Regions from separate parts of the Mus musculus genome. Here regions 1 and 2 are each linked to region 3. A link is a contact called in public HiChIP or PLAC-seq data. All regions are on one chromosome and are shown on one strand. The core of a region is the stretch at or near the end of the contact, and the rest is flanking DNA. Distances in the headings are between cores, read along the strand shown. Region 1 holds the start of Rarg (retinoic acid receptor, gamma). Region 2 holds the start of Smagp (small cell adhesion glycoprotein). Region 3 holds the start of Atg101 (autophagy related 101).

What was found. HiChIP or PLAC-seq counts read pairs in DNA pulled down with a chosen protein or histone mark.
Region 1: a FOXA1 HiChIP or PLAC-seq map of pancreatic cancer cells shows a contact between it and region 3. The contact joins the promoter of Rarg here to the promoter of Atg101 in region 3. A contact is called at or near these places in 4 of 39 promoter capture datasets (the 3T3-L1 cell line, cranial neural crest, embryonic stem cells and 1 more), 1 of 484 Hi-C or Micro-C datasets (embryonic stem cells), 6 of 115 datasets of contacts at active chromatin or transcription factors (bone marrow-derived macrophages, craniofacial prominence, extraembryonic endoderm stem cells and 3 more) and 2 of 9 other capture datasets (embryonic stem cells and macrophages).
Region 2: an HNF4G HiChIP or PLAC-seq map of pancreatic cancer cells shows a contact between it and region 3. The contact joins the promoter of Smagp here to the promoter of Atg101 in region 3. A contact is called at or near these places in 2 of 39 promoter capture datasets (the 3T3-L1 cell line and liver) and 2 of 115 datasets of contacts at active chromatin or transcription factors (extraembryonic endoderm stem cells and pancreatic cancer cells).

What each region holds. Positions count from the first base shown.
Region 1 is chr15:102,256,209-102,258,908 of GRCm38.p6, forward strand. It overlaps Rarg (retinoic acid receptor, gamma), which reads right to left and starts at 1,314. Exons shown (of 10, transcript NM_011244.4): 1 at 1,032-1,314; 2 at 262-331.
Region 2 is chr15:100,635,608-100,638,307 of GRCm38.p6, forward strand. Smagp (small cell adhesion glycoprotein) reads right to left here and starts at 1,333. Exons shown (of 4, transcript NM_174992.4): 1 at 952-1,333; 2 at 580-648. The coding sequence starts at 613.
Region 3 is chr15:101,282,965-101,285,664 of GRCm38.p6, forward strand. Atg101 (autophagy related 101) reads left to right here and starts at 1,337. Exons shown (of 3, transcript NM_026566.2): 1 at 1,337-1,581.

The DNA of each region.
Region 1 (2,700 bases), core at 64-2,563, 970 kb after region 3:
CCGAGCACCCTGGACACACACTCCCCTTGACCCCCTCTAAGTATCCTTACTGACAATGGCTGTGGTCCTCAAACCCTAACTCAGTACCCGAAGAATAACCATAAGGGCAGAAGCCTCAAATTTGAGGAGTAGGATCCCAACTGCCCCGGGTTTAAGCCCTACAAGAGGGAATTATTTGAGCATTTTGTCCTTGAGTTCCCTCCCCGAGACAGACATCCCTGCTGCCCCATCCCCATGACCACCAACTAAGCATATTCTTACCCTCTGGCCTCTGCAGAGAGTCCCTCCTACATACTGGGCCAGGCTGAGGTGAGGGACCTGGTGGAAACTGCTGGAAAGGAAAGAGGCGCTGTCAGTGGCACTCCAGGACAGGGGCTCTCCTGAACCTGTCCGGGCGTTATAACTCTAGCTTTGTTCCACTGGGGCCTCCCCTTGAGAATATTCTAAAAGAGCTCCCCTTCATTGGCTCACTTGTGCAGTAAGGGATAGATCAGAGAGAATCCAGGTTCTGCAGTCCAAACTCCACAGACCACTTTACCCACCTAGACACTTGCTAGAGCTTTCCTAGTCCCCATACAGAGCCCTGCCAATCCACTGGAGAAAGGGTACTTGGACCATCAGATCCACCCTTCAGTATGCCCCCGCCCCACTCCGGTGGAAGAATGCCATCCTTTCCCAGAGGAGGAAAACCCGTCTTCTCTGACATTCCGAGTACAGGAACATTGGTTCGCTTGCCCAAGACTTTCCTAAATGCTCTCCTTCAATACTCACCAAAATCAAGGGCAGACAACCCGGCCCATCCTCAGTCTGTCTAAAAAAAAATCTCCCCTTTCTCTTCCCGGGTCACGACTGACCCCAACTTGGGGCAGGAAGCCTCCGCATAAGCTCGGCTAACAGCTTGGCCACCCCCGGAGGGAAAGGACCCCAAGGCTCCCGACGCCCCCGCCCCTGGCTCATTTCAGCAGAGGAGCCCCGGCGTCCGCGGCCGGAGGGCGGCCAGGCGGGCGAGCCGGCTTCCCCGCCTGACTCACCTGGAGGGGAGGGCGGGGGAAGGAAGGCCGCAGAGCCCCGAGGTCCCGGCGTCGGGCGGTCTCGGGGATGGAGCACCGCGGTGTTAGTGACTCGCGGTAATGGGGGGCTTCAGGGGGGCACGGCTCTAGGCTGGGACAATCCCGGGGCCTCTCGGAGCCCGCCCGCCCACGTGACCGCCCCAAAATATCCGACACATTTTCTCCCAAACCGCACACTGACTCCGCAGGCGGGGACACGGAAAATATTTTCTTTCTTTTTCTCCCTCCCTACCCCCCCCACCTCCCTCCCTGCCTGGCTCCCTCCTCCTCCTCCCGCCCTCGCTCCTCCCTCCCCTGCCGCCTGCCCCTGCCCGGCTCCCTCCTCGGTGCCCTGGGGCTGGGGGGGGTGGTGGCTGGGGGGGGGGAGGACTGGGCGGGGCGGCCCAGGACGCCTGGGTCTCTGCCCCTCCCATTTGCTAGGCTTCCGTGGCTCCATCCCCGGGAGGCCGGGCAGAGCTGGCAGAGGTCAGTGTCCTGGGCTCCATGATGCCAACCCTTTCTCTCTGGCGCTATCCCCCTTCCAGCCATTTGGGGAGACTGAGTTGTCTTTAGCCACGCTGTATTCTGCCAGGCCGGTCTCTGGTACCTCCCAGGGTAGGCAGTGAGAGACTTGGACACTGCCAAGACGTGGAGTGATGGGGCAGGAGTATACCAGAGGAGAAGGCACTGTCCCCTTTTCTTAGTTAACCTCCACCTGCAGGTCAAAGCAGTATCCCTTCCTCTGGCCTTCTCTGTCCTATGGCCTAGGAGCAAACTGGTTTAACTAGTGGGGGTTACGATGAAGGTGCTACGAATTGGGTTCACAGGCTTCCTCCCTCTCATTCTGCCTGAAGTTGACTCCAGGAGTTAAAGCGCGTGGGTCTCTCGCTGCCAATATCGTCCCCACCTTTAGACTTGGATTTAGAGGGGGAGAGGCTGGCTGGGAGGAGGGCTGAAAGAACTTTAGGGAGGAGGGGGGATGGGAGGAGCCTTGCGCTGGGTGTGAGGGAGAAAGCCCAGGCGAGGGTGTGTGTCTGGCTCAGCCAGCGAGGCCTGCCTGGCTGCCTGGTAGATGCGCCACGAATGTTGTTGACGCTGGGTCTCTAGAAGCCCAAAGTCTGTGTCTAATAGGGATATTCTCTGTCTCCAAACAAACCGAGGCTGAAAGGCTCTCGAACCTAGAGAGGGAAGCCAATAGTTTGACTTTATACCACAGAGCACAGAGCCAGAGAAAAGTGAAGTCCTATGCACTCTCACAGGGATGGTCACGACTCCAGAAGAGGAGAAAGCTCATTGGACGGGCTGGGCCAGGCACTAGCCCAAAGGACCATCCTCAGCAACGCTCCCAGAGTGGCCAGCACCTGGGGAATGGGCCCCTGAATCACATCACATTTTCCACTTTGGAATTACTCAGCTCTGGTCTTGCTGTCACCCTAGGGGCCAGGCATCCCCCTCCTGGGAAAGGCTTTTCTGGGTAGCCATTATCAGCTAAAGGAGAAGGGGAAAGAGAGGCTTGCTGTGGCAATCCCAAGAGACCAGAGACGTTGTGGGGGAGGAAGGGGGGGAGCACAGACGAAACTCTGCCTTTCGCTCCAGGGCTGGGAATAGGTACTCCAGGGTCCCGTCCCCAGGTGGCCTGACTGCTGTTGAC
Region 2 (2,700 bases), core at 83-2,582, 650 kb before region 3:
GTGAGACTCAATTCACCACCTGGCTCCTAGAATTTTTAAACACACCCCACATCCCTCTAGCCCAGGCTAGACTTAAATTCACTATTTAGCTGAGGATAACCTTGAGTTTCTGGTACTCCCGCCTCTACGTCCCAAGTTGCAGGGACTGCAGGCACAAGCCATCAAAATGGGTTTCATCTCAAGTTCTCTACCAATTAAGCGACATCACGAGTCCTCCCGGTTATCTTTAGAAGATTCCCTTTCTCCTTTACTTAACTACTGGGGTGAATGTAAAAATGGCTCCTTTGGGCATCAAAGAACTTCCTAAACCCAGGTGACTCGCAGTGCTTGGAATTGGTCCGGTCCAGACTTGAGAATAAAATAGCGCAAAAGGGCACACTGAAGTTGAATTCTGTTTTCTTGGAGCTTTTTCCTGCGTGAGGCCCGACAGCGGGTTGGTAGGGGTAGGGTGGGGTGGAGTGGGGTGGGGATGGGTGAGTCTTCCAGTCTACACTGAGTGAGGCCTCGCGGAATTCCAAGACCTGTTCTGGGGTGGGAATTCTTAAACAGCCCCCCTACTCCATAACTTTCATCACCTACCTTCAGGAGAAGGTGTGGCCGGTAGGTTGTTCATCGTTGCTGAGGGCAGGCTATTTCGTAGGGTCAGATCTGTGGGAAGAAGGACGGACAAGAATGAGGTGGACGGGCTCCTGAGGTCGCAGGGCTTGTAGATCCCAGGAGAGCCTCGGGCGCCAGGTTTTCCCCGAGTCCCTTCCCCTGGATATATCCACTCTCTTCCTTTCGGTTCTAATCAGCTTCCATAAACAAATCCTTCCCCCAAGAGCTGACCCTGGTCGCAGGGTCGGGGAATGGGTGGCGTTGGTGACCCTTTCCCCAGGCCTGGGAAAGTTAAGCAAGGGTCGGCCCGGTTGCGCCCATGAGCGATCCGGGTCCCTTAGCCACCTGCATTACCTGGGCTTCCAGGGCCAGGAGCCCCGCCGAGCCGTCCGCTGGGTGCGCCCCGCTCCCCGGGGATCCCGCGTGCCCCGGGCCCGCGCCCTGGCCGTCGAGTGTCCCTGCAGCCGCGCAGTACCCGTGCGGGTCAGGTCGCAGGCGCGCGGCGGCCGAGTGCGGGCTCCGGGCTTCCGCGCAGCGCGCTCACCTTTCCAGTCCGACGGGCGGGCAGGGCCGGGCGCCGCGCGTCCTTTTGAACTCGCCGGGGTGGGAGCGGCCGAGAGTCGCCGGAGCCGCGCCCGGGACCCCGCGCCGAGCGGCCGCCGAGCCCGGACCGCGGTGGGAGGGACAGGAAGGAGCTCGGGGCCGCCCTCAGCAGGTTCCCCCGGGAGGAAAGGCCACTGTCCGGAGCCGCTCCGCCCCCGTGCCGGGCTCGGCCGGGGTCGGCAGCGCCAGCTGTAGGGCGAGCGAGGGGCGTGTCCCGCGGGAGCTCAGTCACGCGTGGGCCCTCTGGAGTCCGCGACTTCGGGGCGACTTAGCCGAGCACCTCCCGGGGCCACCTGGACCTTCCGCGTGCGACCTTCCCAGGAGGCGGTGGAGCGTGGAGAGGGTAGGAGGTGTGGCTGTGGGCTGTTTAGGATTAAAAGCTCCAGCGTAAGTGCTTGCCAGCTGGGTGGCTGTGGGCACATTCCTGAACACCTCAGTAGTCGGTTTCCTCATCCCTAAAATGGGGACTGAAAGTGGCAATTCCCGTAAGGCCGTTTTACAGCCTTGGTCCTAGCCCGAGGCAAGCGCCTTGATTTAAATATTCATCAGTGCTGTACTTTAGCAGCAGTTGGACTCACGTCAGTGACAGGAAATGCTCCCAAATTAACTAGAGGAACTCGTTGACTAAGAGGCAATAATTCTATATAACAGGCTCTGGAGGTGGTCCCGCTGTGTAAGCTAGCGCAGGTTACTTCTGATTCTTTGGGCAAAGCTGTGTGAACTCAGGGTTAGGGTTATTGCGGAGCTCCAATGAGTTGCCTAGAACCTCACCTAGCACATGATAATGTGCTCAAAAAACACTGGCCAGGTTACCTGGGTAGCTCACTGAGGGTCGGACCTGACCAACCACACTTGGCTTTCATGTCTTTTTTTTTTTTTTTCTTTAAAATATAACCTTTAAAAGTTGCTTTGGGGGGCGGGGGAGGGGGGGAGAGGGGTTAGCTGGAGAAAGGCTCCCAGTAGTTCACAACGTCCTGTGATTCAGTTTCAGGAGATCTTGATGCCCTCTTCTGGCCTCCACCGGCACCGGCAGGCTCACTTAAAACTTTGCTGGGGCTGATGAGAAAGCTTAGTCAGTGAAGATACCTAACTGCCTTGTAAAGCTAACAACTGAGTTTCCCAGAAACCACAAGCTGGCCTCAGGTTAGGACCCACTGCCTCAGCTTTGGTATTGCTGGCACGACAGGTTGGCACATGACACCCAGTCTATACCCAGACGCAGCCTGTCAACACTGTCCAGAGTCTGGGGAGCAGGGACTCAGGATGCGTCTGTGTCAGACCTCCATAAGGAGTCAAGTGAATCGATGATGGACACGGTCTCACATGGACAGCCAGTCTTCTCCAAGAGTGAAACTTAAGCCTCGGAAACTGAAGCAGCCATGCTTTTGTCAACAGACCTCTAGGGACCTCAGGGCAGACAAGAGACAGGTGACATTTATCTTCGCCTGGCTTTATTGGCTTCCTTGTGCTTCTACTGGGGTGGCCGTGTTCTGTGTCCTT
Region 3 (2,700 bases), core at 87-2,586:
GACTCCGAATTCAGCAGTGTCCCGTAGCTTGAAATTGACACAGTTGGAAGTTGGCAAACATACCATGAATCAAGGAGGTTCTCTTCCACACAGTAAGTGGGGTACATCTGACACATTCCTTCTTGTGGGTGAGATGTGTTAAAGAATGGTAGTGTGTACGGCCGGTTGTGCAGGAGAAGCCAGACAGGTGAGCCCCTGTATTGGTAAAAGGAACCGGTTTGAACTGGAGGTTCTTCTACTTAGTGATCTAAGTAAGTGACATAGCCTCTTTTATTGTCAAATTTCCATCCACCTTGTAGGATTGCTAGATACAAGACAATCACTGCGTTGGAGATGAAATGTGTTTGGAAATCACGCATGTTAATGCTCACGTTAAACAACTCAGGAGTGCCCCCTGTTGAAAGTTAGGGATGTGCGCGCTCTTTAGGCGCTAAAAGCAACTGACCAAACCTGTGCGCTCTGGGCTTATCAACAAATAGACAACTAAAAACGCTCCGAGAGATTATTCAGCAGGAACACTTCATTTATATTTATAGGGCGCCTTATAGATCACAAAAGTATCGCTTGTGATTCCTCACAGTAGCTCCCTGTTTATATGGGGATTCGGAAAGGATAAGTAACGTTAGAGGAGCAACCGCGCAATCGTTAAAGACAAGACTGCCACCTGCTCGGTCATGACACAACATCAGGTAGTGCTTCTGTATGAAGGTAACTCAGGGAGACTAAGCTCCCTTTTCAAAATCTTCCTGTGGGTCTGAGTTCAGTGAACCCGGACTGTTGTGCACTTTGGGCCAACACAGATTCACCATCCGCTCAGTATCCTACAGCACACCGGCGTGCGCTCATCCCCAGGCGCCTCTCAGATGTTATGGCCTTGATCTCGGGATCTCTCTTGTCTTAAGGTTGTCAGCTCCGAATGGGGGCCCCCACAATGGGTCGCAGGGGAGGGCTCTCCGCCGCCGACTCCGCCTGGCCACCAGGGGCAGCGCAGAGTCCATCCGTCCCCTCTGTCCCTCTCGTCTCGATGGCGGAAGTGAGTTGTCCCAGCCCAAACAACGTTCTCGGTGGTGGGAGTGAATGGACTCGTCCAAAGGAGGGGGGGTTCCTCTTAACGAGCCTAGGGCCCGAAGGACAAACAAGAAAAAACACCCAAGTACTAAAGTTACGTGGCATTATGAGAGAGTATATAGCTCGTGCGAGCTTCCTGATGTCGTGGCTGCAGCGGCGTCCGGCTGGGTCGAGCCGAGCCTGGCCAGCACCCGCCGTGGGCGCGGATGGTTCCTTCCGGTTCCACCCTCCGAACGGGCAAAACTTCCGGCCCGCGCGCCGCTCAGGCAGAGGAAGCGGAGGCCTGGACCGGCGTCTGTAGGGTCTGGACTCGGTCCTCGTCGTCTGCACTGCTGTCCCGAGACGGCGCGAGGTCGCGGGCAGCGATCCTGACGTCCGGTCCGGTCAGAATTCTCGGTGCGGGTCCAAATAGCCTGTTTTTGCTTTTGGTCTGTCCCCGAATACTGCGTGTTCGCGTTAGGGAAGAAGGGGACCCGAGGCTGAGTGGCTCCTGCTCGGATTTCTACCAGCAAGGTGAGGCATGGGCGTGTCCTGGGTCGGATAGACTTCTGCCTGTTGGTTAGGGGGACCAGAGGGAAATGCAAATGTTGTCTCTGTGTAAAAATTGGCTGAGGCTGGAAGGAAGGGGTGGGTCCTGGAGTAATGCTGAAACCAAGGGAAGTTGCTGGTTAGAGGGAGAAACAGTTGGAAAGGCAGGACCAGAGCTGGGAATTTCTAGGTGGGAAAATGCAGAATGGAATTAAACAAGAGGATAAATAATAACGAGTAAGGGAGCCGTCGCATCCTTGGTCCACGAGAAAGGAACTCTTGGAAGAACCTGGTATTCTGGCCAGGCTATACTGAGGGGATAATAGGAGCCAGTTTATAGCGACAAATAGTGTCTCTGCTGTAGGAATAGTGAGAGGCAGAAAACACCCGGTGGGGACAGGTATGAGAGAGGGAGCCAGGCTGATGGCAGAGCAATCCACATACTTTGCACCCAGAATGGAGACAAAGCCCAGCTTTTGGGAAGCTGAGGCAGAACATTTGCTGCCTCAGTCAAGGAGTTGGAGGACAGCCTGGATTAGATGAAGGGGTGTCTCAGAAATAAAAAACAATCCCCCCCCATCTTAAAAACACTAATAAGGCAGATTGAAACACAAGGCAAGGAGGATTCCTTTGGTAGAAGAAATAGTTGAACTGTCTAAAGATGAGATGGCGTGTGTTGGAGGTGATGAGAAGTCACCAGGAAAGGGGCAGGTAGAACACACATCTAGGAAAAGTAACTGCTTGCACTCCCTGTGGGCTCGGTTTGTTACCCAAGTTCCTTCCTCACCCCGCCACCTCAGTGGCTCTTTGCATGGTTACCCAGTAGTGACAGTATAATAACAAATTTAGCACCTAACGCTTTGTGCTTGCTACCTGACAGGCAGTTTTAAGGGGTATACACATCCAACTTTTCAGTCTTTGAGACTTTTATTTGAAGGTTATTACTAGCTCCCTTTTTTATGGGTCCTGGAGATTGGACCCCTCACTCGTGCAAGACAAACGCCTTACCACTGAACTACTACCCTCAGCTTGTACAGCTGTAGGGCAGAGCTATGCATTCTGGTCCTGGATGCCTGAAGTTTGAGTCATTGTTTTTAACTAGTA